Regions from separate parts of the Sus scrofa genome. Here all the other regions are linked to region 3. A link is a contact called in public HiChIP or PLAC-seq data. All regions are on one chromosome and are shown on one strand. Each heading gives the region's core, a stretch centred on a gene start, on an enhancer-like site or on the middle of the called end of the contact. The rest is flanking DNA. Distances are from core to core; before and after follow the strand shown. Region 1 has its middle 90 kb from the start of SLC44A1. Region 2 has its middle 120 kb from the start of ABCA1. Region 3 overlaps ABCA1 (ATP-binding cassette, sub-family A (ABC1), member 1). Region 4 has its middle 81 kb from the start of ABCA1.

Evidence for each region. HiChIP or PLAC-seq counts read pairs in DNA pulled down with a chosen protein or histone mark.
Region 1: a contact with region 3 is called in an H3K27ac HiChIP or PLAC-seq map of alveolar macrophages. The contact joins two enhancer-like sites. A contact is called at or near these places in 12 of 47 Hi-C or Micro-C datasets (adipocytes, alveolar macrophages, brain and 8 more) and 2 of 2 datasets of contacts at active chromatin or transcription factors (alveolar macrophages and skeletal muscle).
Region 2: an H3K27ac HiChIP or PLAC-seq map of alveolar macrophages shows a contact between it and region 3. The contact joins two enhancer-like sites. A contact is called at or near these places in 2 of 2 datasets of contacts at active chromatin or transcription factors (alveolar macrophages and skeletal muscle).
Region 4: a contact with region 3 is called in an H3K27ac HiChIP or PLAC-seq map of alveolar macrophages, with 2.7 times the contacts expected there. The contact joins two enhancer-like sites. A contact is called at or near these places in 1 of 47 Hi-C or Micro-C datasets (liver) and 1 of 2 datasets of contacts at active chromatin or transcription factors (alveolar macrophages).

The regions. Positions count from the first base shown.
Region 1 is chr1:246,456,773-246,460,115 of Sscrofa11.1, reverse strand. No RefSeq gene overlaps it. Among named protein-coding and RNA genes, the nearest start is that of SLC44A1, 90 kb to the left of the region's middle. Within about 2 kb of position 2,080, at least 13 of the 83 cell types and tissues checked have an H3K27ac peak or open chromatin away from gene starts, as enhancers often do. A contact at or near this core is called in alveolar macrophages and retroperitoneal adipose tissue, where this site is marked.
Region 2 is chr1:246,400,222-246,403,401 of Sscrofa11.1, reverse strand. No RefSeq gene overlaps it. Among named protein-coding and RNA genes, the nearest start is that of ABCA1, 120 kb to the right of the region's middle. Within about 2 kb of position 1,456, at least 39 of the 83 cell types and tissues checked have an H3K27ac peak or open chromatin away from gene starts, as enhancers often do. A contact at or near this core is called in alveolar macrophages and skeletal muscle, where this site is marked.
Region 3 is chr1:246,224,816-246,227,991 of Sscrofa11.1, reverse strand. The region is part of intron 5 of ABCA1 (ATP-binding cassette, sub-family A (ABC1), member 1); the gene reads left to right. Among named protein-coding and RNA genes, the nearest start is that of ABCA1, 52 kb to the left of the region's middle. Within about 2 kb of position 1,416, at least 51 of the 83 cell types and tissues checked have an H3K27ac peak or open chromatin away from gene starts, as enhancers often do. A contact at or near this core is called in alveolar macrophages, retroperitoneal adipose tissue and skeletal muscle, where this site is marked.
Region 4 is chr1:246,358,002-246,361,186 of Sscrofa11.1, reverse strand. No RefSeq gene overlaps it. Among named protein-coding and RNA genes, the nearest start is that of ABCA1, 81 kb to the right of the region's middle. Within about 2 kb of position 1,621, at least 3 of the 83 cell types and tissues checked have an H3K27ac peak or open chromatin away from gene starts, as enhancers often do. A contact at or near this core is called in alveolar macrophages, where this site is marked.

The sequences.
Region 1 (3,343 bases), core at 831-3,330, 230 kb before region 3:
ACTCTATCCAGTCAAGTTCATTTCTTGGCTCCAGGTCTCTTGTCCTCAAGCTCTTTTCTGCTTCAGTGCCTTTATTTTACAGATTGGAATGTCATTTTTATCTCTCCAAACCTAAGCCATTTGTTCTATAAGACCCTACACTGATTTTCCCCTTTTCTGACTTTCCAGAGCAGTTCTAGTGTGTACTAAACCATTTAACATTTACCAATTGATTTCGCTTACGTAGGCTCAGCCCTTGATGCTGAGTGGCAGAGGCTAATTTCGCTTGCTGGTTGGAGGGTTTGAATACTTGGAAGACATACTAAAGGGAAGAAATAGCCAGGAATGATGCAATGAGTTCGAATCCAGAGAAGCAGACCAAGTAGACCTCAATTGGAGAAGCTGAGCAAGTGGCCACTTAGATGTTAGATCAAGCAGAGGGGCATGCAGTGTGGATAAGCATAGAGAAAGTGGTGGCTTCTTGTTTCTCTCACACTGAACTTATGGGATCTGGCTGGGCTGGGGACTGACCACCACTGCATACTCGCCCTGCCTTTAAGAGAGCCAAGTAGGGAGTTCTCCGAGGGTATTCTAGAGAACTTTACTTTACCACATTGTTGGTGCTACCACAAGTCCTGGTTGATTTAGACTGTTGTAATCAATTAGAAGAAGCTCAAGCTGGAAGTAACTTAGGCTAAAACCCTGTAAATTTACTTCCTCATGGAATCTCATAACCAACTGCAGGAAGCATGGCTGTAACCTGGCCTCAGGAACAACTGGGTCCTTAGACTTGGAGGCTGCCAAGAAATTTTTTATCTTCTTAATCTCCACTTCTTTCTAAATTTTGACCTTCTTTCCTGCAGGCAGCATTCTTCCACATGGTTTTAAATGTAGCTACTGAAGGTTTTCATATTTTTCAACTTCTACCACCAAAGAGAGATTCTCATATTCAGGTTGGGAGACTCCTAAAGACAGGCTCTGCTAGCTCACCTACGGTCAAATGCTCACCTCTAGACAAATGTGTGGGGGAAGATAAGACCACATAGATATTTGCCATATGGATATGGGTGGGGTGAGTAGTTCCCATGAGGAGGGGGTTCTGGGCAAACAATACCACGGATGTCCAATATAATAGAACATCGGCAACTGTGCACACGGTAATGCCCAGAACAGGCATGTCGGTCAGTATGCTGTAAATCAGGAAGGAAGAATGATGGTGTAGCACACCACCCTTCCTATTGTTAGAACAGAGTCAACAAGAGACTTGCTCCCTGAGGACTTGATAATTGTTGGACTAGCCTTCAACTCTGTATGCTGTCATTTTTTTTCTGTTACATTAACCCCAGGACCTGCGGCTCCCTTCAGACACCCAACAGCTCTGACATTTCTCTGCTCTGCCAAGACCGCTGACGATTTGCACTGTTATCTTGCTCTTTATGACTGCTAAGTCACTTCACTTCCCAGAGGGAGAATGTGAAGTCACCAACACTGCCAGGTCACTGGCAGCCTTAAGCTCTGGATGGAATGTTTCTGAGGAGAAATGTAAGAGAAGGAGCCGGATACTTCCTTTTAGCGGAAGGCTATTAGCTCATCCTGGGAAGGTCAGCTGGATGGCAGGATGGAGTATAGGAGTATTAGTATAAAATGCTTAACTCTGGCCAGATTTTCCCTAGCACTAGAGGGCACCAGAGTCAGTAAGTTCCCAGTTCATAATGCCGGTGGAGAGTCAGCTGTTAGGAAATAAAATGAGGGATAAAGCTGTGAGGTAGGGAAGATGACATGGCATGAGGACCCAGACAAGCTCAAATCCCCTTGTTGCATCTCTGCTTGCTCCATTCTGGCTTCTGCTAGTTGATCTGGGCTCCCCAGCTGCCTACCTACCACCACACCCCTGTTTCTGATAGTAGCTGCTGGGCTTTTGACCCATCACTTTTCTTCTGGTTTTATGCCTTTGCTTCTCTCTTCTGGTACATGGGTGCTCATTAGGCTCTCCAGTGGTCCTTTGAACCCAGTCTTTTTTTGTGACCTATTCTGGAGGTGGAGATGGTTCATCTAGGTGACCCTGGGCAGCCCAAGCTCCACAACCACCTGGCTCTACTAAGCTTAGTGGTACAGCTTCCAAATATACTGGTGGGGCATCTTTCTTTGCTAGGCCCCTCCAGTGCTATATAGGACTTAATCCAGTCTGTATTAACATTGCCTGTTAACTTATGATTGTGTTCCCCCGTAGCCTAAGTCGCACTCATCTCTGTATGCTCAGCATTTGGCATAGAGAAGGCTTAGCTGTAACTATACCTTTTATTTATTTATTCGACTGTACAGCATGGTGACCCAGTTACACATACATGTATACATTCTTTTCTCTCACATTACATGTTCCATCATAAGTGACTAGATAGAGTTCCCAGTGCTACACAGCAGGATCTCATTGCTAATCCATTCCAAAGGCAATAGTCTGCATCCATTAACCCAAGCTGTAACTATAAAATGATTGGGAAAATGCTCACTGTTGCCTTTGACTATGGCCTGGACCTGCCTTTCTCTGCTTGTCCTTTGGGTTCAAGATGTGGCTTATCACCACAATCTTTCCTATTCTTATTTTCTACCTGCTTTCCTTCCTTCTTCCATCAATGTGTCTGAGAGAGAGTGTAGTGTAGTGGTTAAGAATATGGATCCTAAAATCAAACTATCTTGTTTAAAATCTTGGCTTTATTACTTAGAAGCTGTGCAGCTGTTGGCAGGTGACTTTGCTTCTCTGCCTCAGTTTCTTCATCTGTCAAGTAGGAATAATAATACTACTACTATGAGAAGTGTGCTTGGAAAAGCATGTGGTACACAGCAGGTGTTCTAGAAATGTTAGCCATTGTTACTGTTCTCTACCTTCACAGCTCAACCCAGTAAAGGTGGTTTGACTTTGTTCCCTCTTGAATTCTTGGGCAAATCCCCAACCATCCTTTTCCTTGCACTCGACTTGTGTGCCTCAGTCTCATCCTCTGGTCCACCTAGCCCAATATTTACAAATATCTACCCATTTCTAATCAGCTAACACTGAGCTGTAGCCCAGGAGATATCTGGACTCATTCTTTATAAGTGTCAGCAACACCTCCTCTACTTGTGTTTCTTTCCTCAGGCCAAGTCCTGACTCAAACCTTGGCCTTTTAGGGGAGCTGTAAAAGAGTAAGGCAAAAGTTGGCAAAGTGTTTTTTTTGGGGTAGAGGGCTAAATACTAAATTTAAAAAAATTGGAGTATAGTTAATTTACAGTGTTGTGTTAGTTTCTGGTTGTACAGCAAAGTGATTCAACTATACATATACATACACACACATATATATATGTATATATACATTCTTTTATACTCCTTTAC
Region 2 (3,180 bases), core at 207-2,706, 180 kb before region 3:
GAGTCACCCAACTGGAGCCGTCTTAGTATTTCAGTATTATAGATGAGGGAAATGTGGACTGGAAAGGGAAAATGACTTGCCCACGGTCCAGAAGTCATGTGTTCAGTGAAACACTGCCTTTGAGATATAACATGTAGGCACACACCTGTCATTCCTCAGCTGGCTGCTGCTGGTTATGGACTGTTTTTGCTCAATTTAGGGGGATTCAGAGCTCTTTTCTGGTGGGCTTTACCACAGAATCTCAGCAGGGGGACTTTTGGATAGAAGGGCAGAGCTAGATTTGGGGTAAGCTCTGCTTCTTGGGAATGTTCACAACCCCATCTCATTCACTTGCATGCATCTGTGACTGCAACTCCTGAAGGGTAAGAACTATCAGGAGGCCAGCTCAGCCCATCCCAGCGCAGGCACTGAAGCAGTTGTGTGCAGAGCAGCTCAGGTGCTTTCCAGTTGAGCAGCAGATATGTCCTCTGGCAGTTTTCTTGAAGGGAAGGCAGTTTTAGCTACAATGTTGAGGACCAGGCAGGAGTAAGAGCTAAGTGTGTAAGATCATGAAGATGTATTTTCCAGAAAACCTGGATTCAAGTCAAAGTGCTCCTACTTATTAGCTTTATAGTCCTGGGCAAGTCATTAAAACCCTGAGCAGTTTCCTCTTCTGTAGAATGGGGGAGAGGGTGAGTTTGATGGCTGCTATTTAATGAGGACTCTGTGTGAGGTGCTACACTCGGCATGTGCTCAACATTACCAAATAAGGTAATTCCTAGAAAAGATAGCCCAGTGCCAGACACATGGTCAGTATGCAACAAATGCCAGCTATTATTTTATTAATCCTCATAACATCCTGTGATTAATAATGACAGAAAGAATAATTGTTCCCAGCATTTCCTGCATACTTTCTATGTAGTCAGCCATTGTCTTAGTTTATTAAGTAAATTAACTTATTTAATTTTCCCAGCTATCCCATGAGGTTAGTTCTATTTCTGACCCCATTTGACGAGGGGAATTGGAGCACAGTTAAGTTAAATACATTGCCAAGGACACATAGCTAGAAAGTGACATAGGTGATTTTTTTTCTCCTTACTGTATGAAGATGGTTACTGAGGCACAGATGGGCTGAGTGGCATGCCCAGGATCAGAGTCTGCAGAATACTTCTTAGCATTGTTAGACAGGCGAAATTACAAAATGGAATGAAAACTGCATTTTGAACTGTTCTGTGTGCTTCAGCCAGGGGTGAGTAAGCTTCACATGTTTGCTTTTTTTCCTAATCTAGATATACTAGCTGGCCTGAGACCCTGAGGCCTTTAGGAAGTCCTTTTTGAACTTAGCTGATTACCTAGGTGTGTGTTGGAAGCCAGTTTGGTATATAGGCCCTGGACTTGCCATCCCCTTGGAACAGCCTAGAAGTCACTGCTTGTCTGACTCCACAGCTGCTATCAGCTAGAAACCTCCAGGAGGAAGCTGTCTGGCAGCTGGCCACCGTCATGTGCAGCTGGGTTACTAGCGGTCACCCTGTGGGTTTCCTTCAGCCACAGTGACTATCTTCAGTCACTGGCACCAGGACAGCAGCCAGCTAGGCAGGGGGAGGGGGACTGAGGCTCCTATGGATTGAAGCTAATCAGGGTGTCAGGGAGACTCTCTTAGCTTCCGTTTCCCTCTTATGCTCTCCATATGCCCCCTCTGCCACCTGGGAACATTCCCTGTTCCCAGGTGCCCACCTTCCAGGATGGATTGGGGAGGGCAGTTGGGTCTTCGTGGAGGGGGCCCAGAATCCCAGAACTGAGATGCTCTTTGAGAGCAGGTCAGTGTCACATGCCTCTAGGACTGTCTCCTCCCCGTACGAGAGCTCCTCTGGGCAGGGGCAGCTCGGGGTCTCCCCCGTCCTGAGTCAGCACAGGGCCAGTGTCAGGAATGGTACTGGGGACAGTCATTTTTCCTGAGGGAAGGCCTTTTCTCGTTGTTGGGTTGGGACTTGGTGTTGTGGGTAAAGGTGGTGGTGGCAGTAGTGGGGTGAGGTGTGTGTGTTTGGGGGTGGAGAAGGAGTGTTAGGGGAAGGGGACCCAGAGTCAACCTAGTCTGGAAAGGGAAAAATATGCCAGGCTGGCTGTCCTACTTAGCACATATGTCCACTGCTAATGTGGTAAGAAGGCTTTGAATACAAATGGACATGACCTTGACTGCTTATTCCCTCTTGTACTGTGTGGATGGGGTGGTGTTCATGCAGGTTCTTCTTCTGAGTCTCTTTATCCCTAAAGGGAGGGCAGCATTCCCCAGTGTGCTGGACCTTCCTGGGTGGAAAGGGTGAGAGACTGACTGCCTGTCTGTCCTACTGTGATTATCTGTTACCAAACCAGGGAACCAGGAGGCAGAGGAACAAGGAGACTGGCTCAGTGTGTCCCAGCTGGGACTGGCATTTGCTGCTCCCTAATCCTCTCTGCCTGGAGACCCCTGGGGGCTTCAGGGGAGCTAATGTCAGGAGATGAGATACAGGAGGGGTCCAGCTTCCTAAGATGGGGTCCTCAATGAGTTCTACGGGAGGTTTGAGCTGTTCTCTTTCTAAAGGGCATATGAATCCCTGCAAAGGCCATCAGGATGGAGGACAGAGATTTGGGACTCTTGCTACTTCATCACTTAAATTGCACCAGTGGGTAGGGACAAGTTTCACTGTTTAGGCATTTGAAGGAAGTCCCCCCTGGGTATTCCTTTGTTTCTCCACTGTCATGTCTCCAATCTTTGCTTGTCCTCCTCCCACAACCCTCTTTTTGAGACCTCCCTTTTGTCTCCTCCTCCAGACATTCTCTCCCTCCTCCCCACATGACAGCGTCCCAGTGTCTTGTCCCTCAAGTCTTGCAGACTTGGCACTGCAGGCTGCAGCTGGTTGTGAACAGAAGTTTTCTCTGCCCAGGCTCCTGCCAAGGGAGAAGCATGGGCAGGCGACAGGCAGGCTTTTTGGGTTTGGGCTGGGGGAGGGTGAGAACTGGGCTTCATTTTGGTGTCTCTTTTTCAGTAATGACTGAGCCCTCTTTTTTCCTGATTAATCTTAAGGCAAATGTCTGTTCAAGAATTATTTTCTTATGAAGATCATACAGTCCAGTATAACCTGAAATTCCTCCAATTAAAATGACTTTGATCCTATACGTGAAATAATAACCTTAATATTGTAGTGCTAATGGTTCATTCTCCTC
Region 3 (3,176 bases), core at 167-2,666:
GGCAGGGATTCTGTTTTTATACAGCATCTTTTATTACAGGCTCCTGCCTTCAAGGAGCTCCAAGAACTATTGCCACTTGAAATCATAGTTCTGGTATTTTGCTTCAGCAGCCATTTAGAAGTTTGTTGAACTAATGCAAGTTCCATTCCATGTAGAATAAAGAATATGTGGTTCCTAAAGTTGTGATGCTCCCGTTGGTCTCAGGAGAAGTATCTGGCTTCCCTGGGACTTGCCACAAAGGGTTCAGGAAGCAGAAGCCTACATATTCTGGTTTCTCTGTGGAACCCTTCACGTAAGTGTCATCCAAGACTTTATCAACAATTATTTTGAGCTTGTTTGATTTCTAAGCTTATATTTTTTCTTACAATATGTGTGAGTCAGTAAGACATTTAGTGTCTTTAGTATTTACTTAAGCCACCCTCTCCCCCGGTATGATCAGCCTTTGTTTAGAGAAAAATACAGGATCAGAGAGCCCAAGTGACTTCTTCAAGGCCCCATAACTGAAAACTTCTAGAACTGAGATAGGAACCATGTTAGCCAGACTCTAGATCTTTCAGGGGTGTCTTGGGATCCCTCAGCAAACCTCCACTGTTCCTCGGTTGGGATGCTGGGGCCCAGATGAACAGCAGGGAGAGGTGCTGACCGCAGGCTCCCAGCCTCCTCCCACCTGCTCTGAGGAGTCACCTCAGGGAGCAGCCAGGTCACTCTGCCTAACTCCCTTCTCTAGAGCCCTGACGTTCCCACAGAGGCCCTGGTTTTCCCTGAGGGCTGCACCCCTCTCAGAGAAGCAGGCAGGAGCTACTCTTGAAGAAAGTGGAGCCCTAACATCAGGAAAACAAACCAAAACAACAACAGCAACAAACACCCAGAAGAAGCTGAGCATGTTTGTTCCCAGCCCTCTTCTGGCAGAGAAATGTTTTGAGGTCTTCTTGTTTATAAGGCTTGGCTTAGGCTGAGTAAAGCCAGGAGTGAGATCTGGCTGAGACCCCTCGAGGCCACTGCCGGTGTGATGGGTCAGGGCTGGGAGACCCCCTGGGTGTCCTTTTAAGAAGAGTATCTGGGCCTTAGATGCTGACATGATCTCTTTCTCTGCTTCTCCTTTTTCTTCCTTTGCCTCCTCCATCTACTTCTCAAGCAGCTGATCGCTGTGGTTTCTTTTTATGTTGAACAAAAGAGACTACAGCGATCTTGAAACTGAGCTGGGGACTGGAGGGCATTGACCGAGAGTAACCCCGCCGCCGCAGCCAGCTCAGCTGAGGGTTTCCCTCCTCCGCTTTCCTGGGAGGCTGCCCTCCCTGCCGCCCCCCCCCCCCGTCCCTCCCCCCTTCTCCTCCATTGCACTCAGGGCAGGCTGGGGAAGAAGCAGGAGGAACACTCTGGGGATGAAAGCATCCCCCTGGTGCAAGAGTCCTGCCCTCCCACCCCTCTCTGCCTCCCACAGAAGAATTTCCTTAGCCTGTGCTGAGAGCCTGCCCAGAGGACTGGCAAGAGACTGAGAATTCTGTCCTGTTTGTCCTCAGCCCACAAACACACATTTCACTTTTTTTGTTCTTTAGACTCTAAGCTCTTGAATCGGTTTTTTGTTTTTTTGTTTTTTTCTCCTTTTCTTTGCCCCACTCTCCTGCACCCAAAGTAAAATTCTCTGGAAAAGGACATGCACCATGGGCTCCTCAAGGCAAAACTAAGGAGGCTGAGTTCAGGGGATCAAGTATTTTGGTCCATATCGGAGAGATGGCAGCAGGGAGGTTCTCGGGGCCTTTTGCTGGATGGGGACTTTCTGTCTTGTCTGCAGGGCAGCAGGGACGCAACGTTTTATTTAGTGACTGGTCCAGCAACTGGATGACCGTGTTCTCTGACAGCAGGTACATCCTCTCAGTGACCCGTGGAAGCTCATGAGACTCTTGCCTCCAAAAGGGTACTTGTACTTTCTTGATCTGGGTTTGCACAACAACCTGTGCCTGTTATTATTACCCCATCTTACGTCTAAGGAAACTGAGGAGGCCAGAGAGAGTCAGAAAAGGGGAAGAGTGAGGTTAATGGTTACACGGTTAGGAAACAGCAGAGCTGGGACCTGAATTCAGATCTTCTGATGCCTGTTGAGTGCTGACTTAGTACCTTTCAGTACCAACAATAAGAAGACCTCTGAAATCATCGTCTACAACCCACCCACCCATTACAGATAAGGTCATGTGGGCAAGAGTAAATGGCCAAGGACTGGTTGTCTTTTCCATTAAGTGTTCTCTATCTTGCCTCCAGCCATTGGTTGCTCTTACTTGTCATCTTCCTCCTGTGTCCGTCCTTGCAGTGATCCTATAGAGGTGATCATTCCGTTGATTCTCTAAAGTTCTGAATAGACAAATCAGTCACATTCAACCTTTTCTTCCCCTAATAGACAGTATCAGCAGAAAAAATTAATCCTTTTTTCTGATGCAGGAACTCAGCCAGGCAAATACACAACACACATGCGCACGCGTGCATGTGCACATACACATATATCTTAGATCAAAAATTCAGCATCGACTTAGTTGGCACAGTTGCTCCTCTGTTCTTATCTATTCTGAAAGCATATGCTTTGGGGTCAGACTAGCAATGAAGCCACTGAGGTGTCTTTTCTGAAAGTGATGATGGTGTTAGTTTATCCTTTATGGAGACCTTTTCTTGGTTCCAGGCTTCCTACTGGGACCTCATTTAACCTCCAGCTCAGCCCTGTGAGGTAGATGCTCTTGTCATCCCCACTTGTCTTGTTATGGACATGTCCCCACGCCCTGCCTCCAGCTCCCACTCTCCTGACTGTCTTCCTGACCTGGGCTGATGCACCTGTGGGGTGGGGGGAACTTCCGGAGACCTGAGCGCTCTCTTGACGGGTTTGTTTCACACGCATGTCCTGTTTTGTCCCACAGCAGATCACTACAGCTCATGACTTGATTTGCTCCCTTGTGTTCCTCCATTCCTTCCCCACCCACCTCCGCTGTGCGAGGCACTGCCACACCTTGGAGTTCCAAAGTCCCGACCCTCAGGCACTGGTGTTCTTCTGGGGAGAAAGATGTGGTTTCAGAGAACTGCAGCTCAGGGGAAGTGCACATAGGAGGCTATTAGGGCATGGAGGGTGGCCACCTGATTCAGCTGGAGGGTGGGAACATCAGGGCAGGCTTCCTGGAGGAGATGACTCATGGGCC
Region 4 (3,185 bases), core at 372-2,871, 130 kb before region 3:
GAAATTAAGCCCTTGTCAGTTGCATTGTTTGCAACTATTTTCTCCCATTCTGTAGGTTATCTTTTTGTTTTTTTAATGGTTTCCTTTGCTGTGAAAAAGCTTGTAAATTTGATTAGGTCCCATTTGTTTGAATTTATTATTTCTTTTTGCAGAATGTTCTGGCTTCCTGCTCTATTTGGAATAAAGCCCAATGATTTTAATGCCCACTGACCTCTTCGGAGAGACATATTGTTTATCATTACATCGAAATAGACGTTCTCCTCTTCCCCAACACTTCCTATGTCCTTTTTCTTGATCAGTGGTATCAATTTCTTTTAATGGCAAAACGTTGGAAACAATCAAACATCCAGTCTCAAGGAAGGATTATATATATTGTGATACAACTATATTCTGAACTATTAGGCAGTCTATACTCTGGAAAATCTGTACTATGTGTTATTTCCCAAAAAGAACGTGGCTGTCCTGCTTCCTGGCTTATGGTCAAGCTATTTGAACAAATTCCTGGACTTCCCGTCATGGCCCAGTGGTTAACGAATCCAACTAGGAATGATGAGGGTGTGGATTGGACCCCTGGCCTTGCTCATTGGTTTAAGAATCTGGCGTTGCCATGAGCTGACGTGTAGGTCGCAGTTGCAGCTTGGATCCCGCATTGCTGTGGCTCTGGTATAGGCCAGCGGCTACAGTTCTGACTGGACCCCTAGCCCGGGAACCTCCATATGCCTCAGAGAACAAATGCCTTTCTTCTAACTTTCTTCCCTTTCCTTTTGGGCACCTGGAGATAGCCAACAGAACCCAGAGTTCAATTCCCACTGCTTCTTTGCTTACTAGCTTTATGACTTTAGGCAACTTTTAAGTTATTGAAACTCTGAGCTGTAGTTTTTCCATCCATAAAGTAGGGAAAATGGTGGTGCCCTCGAGTGGTTATTGTGAGAATTAAGGAGGCAGATGCATGTAAGGCCTCAGGCAAACCACCCACTTCACTGTGAAGGTTAAATATCAGTTCTCTTACAAACTCTTATTTACCCCTTTTTCTGACATCCATGTGGTCCCCAGGCAGAACTAGCTGTTTAATCCTCTGTGCTCCAGTGGCTTTTCTTCTTTTTCATAAAAGAGCATTTGCCAGGGTGGGTTGAGATTTTTCTTTTTATAAGTTTCTCTTCCCTGGCTAGGCCGAGAACTTTTCCATGAGCACAGATGTGCCACTTTTATCTCTGGATACTCAAGGCGTGGCACAGTCTAGTGAACAGCAGAGCTCAATAAATGCCTATAGAAAGTGGGGAATTCCAATTCTAACGACATTTTTCCTACAAAATCTTTTGATCCTCTGACTAGAAATAATTTTTCCCTCTGGTGAGAACTGAGTACTCTGATCACTTTCTGCCTTGAATCATAGTTATTTGTGAGCATTTTTTTTTTAATTTACCCTCCCACTTGCTCATGTAGGCCCCAGTCATATGATTGCTAGAATTGCATCCTATTCATCTTTGGAACCCAGCAGTGTCTGGTCCATGCATTCCATCATTTGTTTAAGATTTAATCCTTGAGCAAGGAACAAGGGATATGACTCAAATGTTTAATGTACAATACAGTTCTATCCTTTTTTACATAGGCCGCTTCAGCAAACCACTTCCCCATTGCTCAATGAATCGGAGGGTGAGGCTGTTTTAGTGTTAAAATCAGTCGGGGTTACCAGGAGTCATTCACCTACCTCTGAATAAAAAATATTAATGCACAACTTGACTTCAAATCCAGGCCACTCTATTTTACCAAGAATGTCATGATAAGAAACTGAATCATTATATATATGCAAAATATAATGCAAACTCTGAGCAGGACAAGGATTATTGGAACTGATGAGAAGATAAAATTTGAATACAATGATAGGATTATAGATTCTATGATCATAGAATTTTTTAAAAAGTTGTCTGACTTTTAGCTGAAATTACATTGTACTACTACATGGCTATTTAAGATTAATTGCATTGGTTGGCATTACATTATATTAAACTTACACTAAAGATATAGGACAGCTGAATAGAGATTTGCCAGAGTTGGTAGCAACTTGGTGAATTTTTTATCCATTGATCAAATGTTTACTGAACTTCTATCATGTGCCAGCACTATGCTAGAAATGGCTGATGGAGAGGTAAATTATGACAGACCCTTCCCTTGCTCTTATTTTTTTTCCTTTCTTTCTGTTAAGTAATCCAAGAAGACTGTATTTATCCTGGTCACAAAGCTTGTAGAATTGCTGAGGGGAATGAAGAGAATGTTTATAAAGCAGTTCAGATGTTTTGATAGGCACTGCATAAGAACTCCATGTGATTAGTTTCCAGCACAATATTAATGTCTTAAAAATCAACCATGAAATTGCATTTCTAAGGCCCTTTTGCTTTGATTTTTAATATTTGTTATAGTTAAGTCCACTGACTCTCATTTGATTATCGATCTTTAAAATAAAGCTTGTTTGCACCATTAAACAGGAATAGTGTTTGATTCCTTTTAGAATACAAATGTTTTACTCCGAGTAATGTTTCAGAGAGTTGTTTTTCTTTAATATCCATATTCCTCTTCGATCTCAAAGAACATTAGAACTAGAAGGGAACTTGGGTATAGTCTAATCCAATGCTAGTCAGACATTTCCATTCTTGTCAAAGCATTTGAAAGTGCTGTTACAAAAGTCAAGGGAAGAAGAAGGCAGAGACTGGAGCAATGAGATCTCAAGCAGGTTTATCAACCAACAGATTGGTGGGGAGCATTGAACAGAGAGAACTCAGGCTCCCCACAGTTTAGGGATCAGGCAGTTACATAGGGAAAGGGGTAGTTTCTATTTTTAGTACATTCTGTTTTTAGCAAGGGTTTGTGATAGAGTAAGAAACAGGGAAGATACAAGTTATGTTGTTACATTTTAACAGTTTCTTTAGCTATTTTTTGTCTTAAAGCTTTGCCTTTCATTTTGTACAGTTACCACCTAACAAGAGCTTCTTTTCTGAAGATGGGAGGTTCTGATAAATTTTTGCATACCAAACAAACTGTATTTCATTATTAATTACCAACATCCTGTTTTTCTTATTTTCATTAAAGATGTTACCGCTAATCAGGGCTTCCAAGCAGTATGAGGCAGTTAGAATTAGCAATAGGCAATATGGCTGTTGATTTTGGAACCAGAATTACTTGGTTTTGCA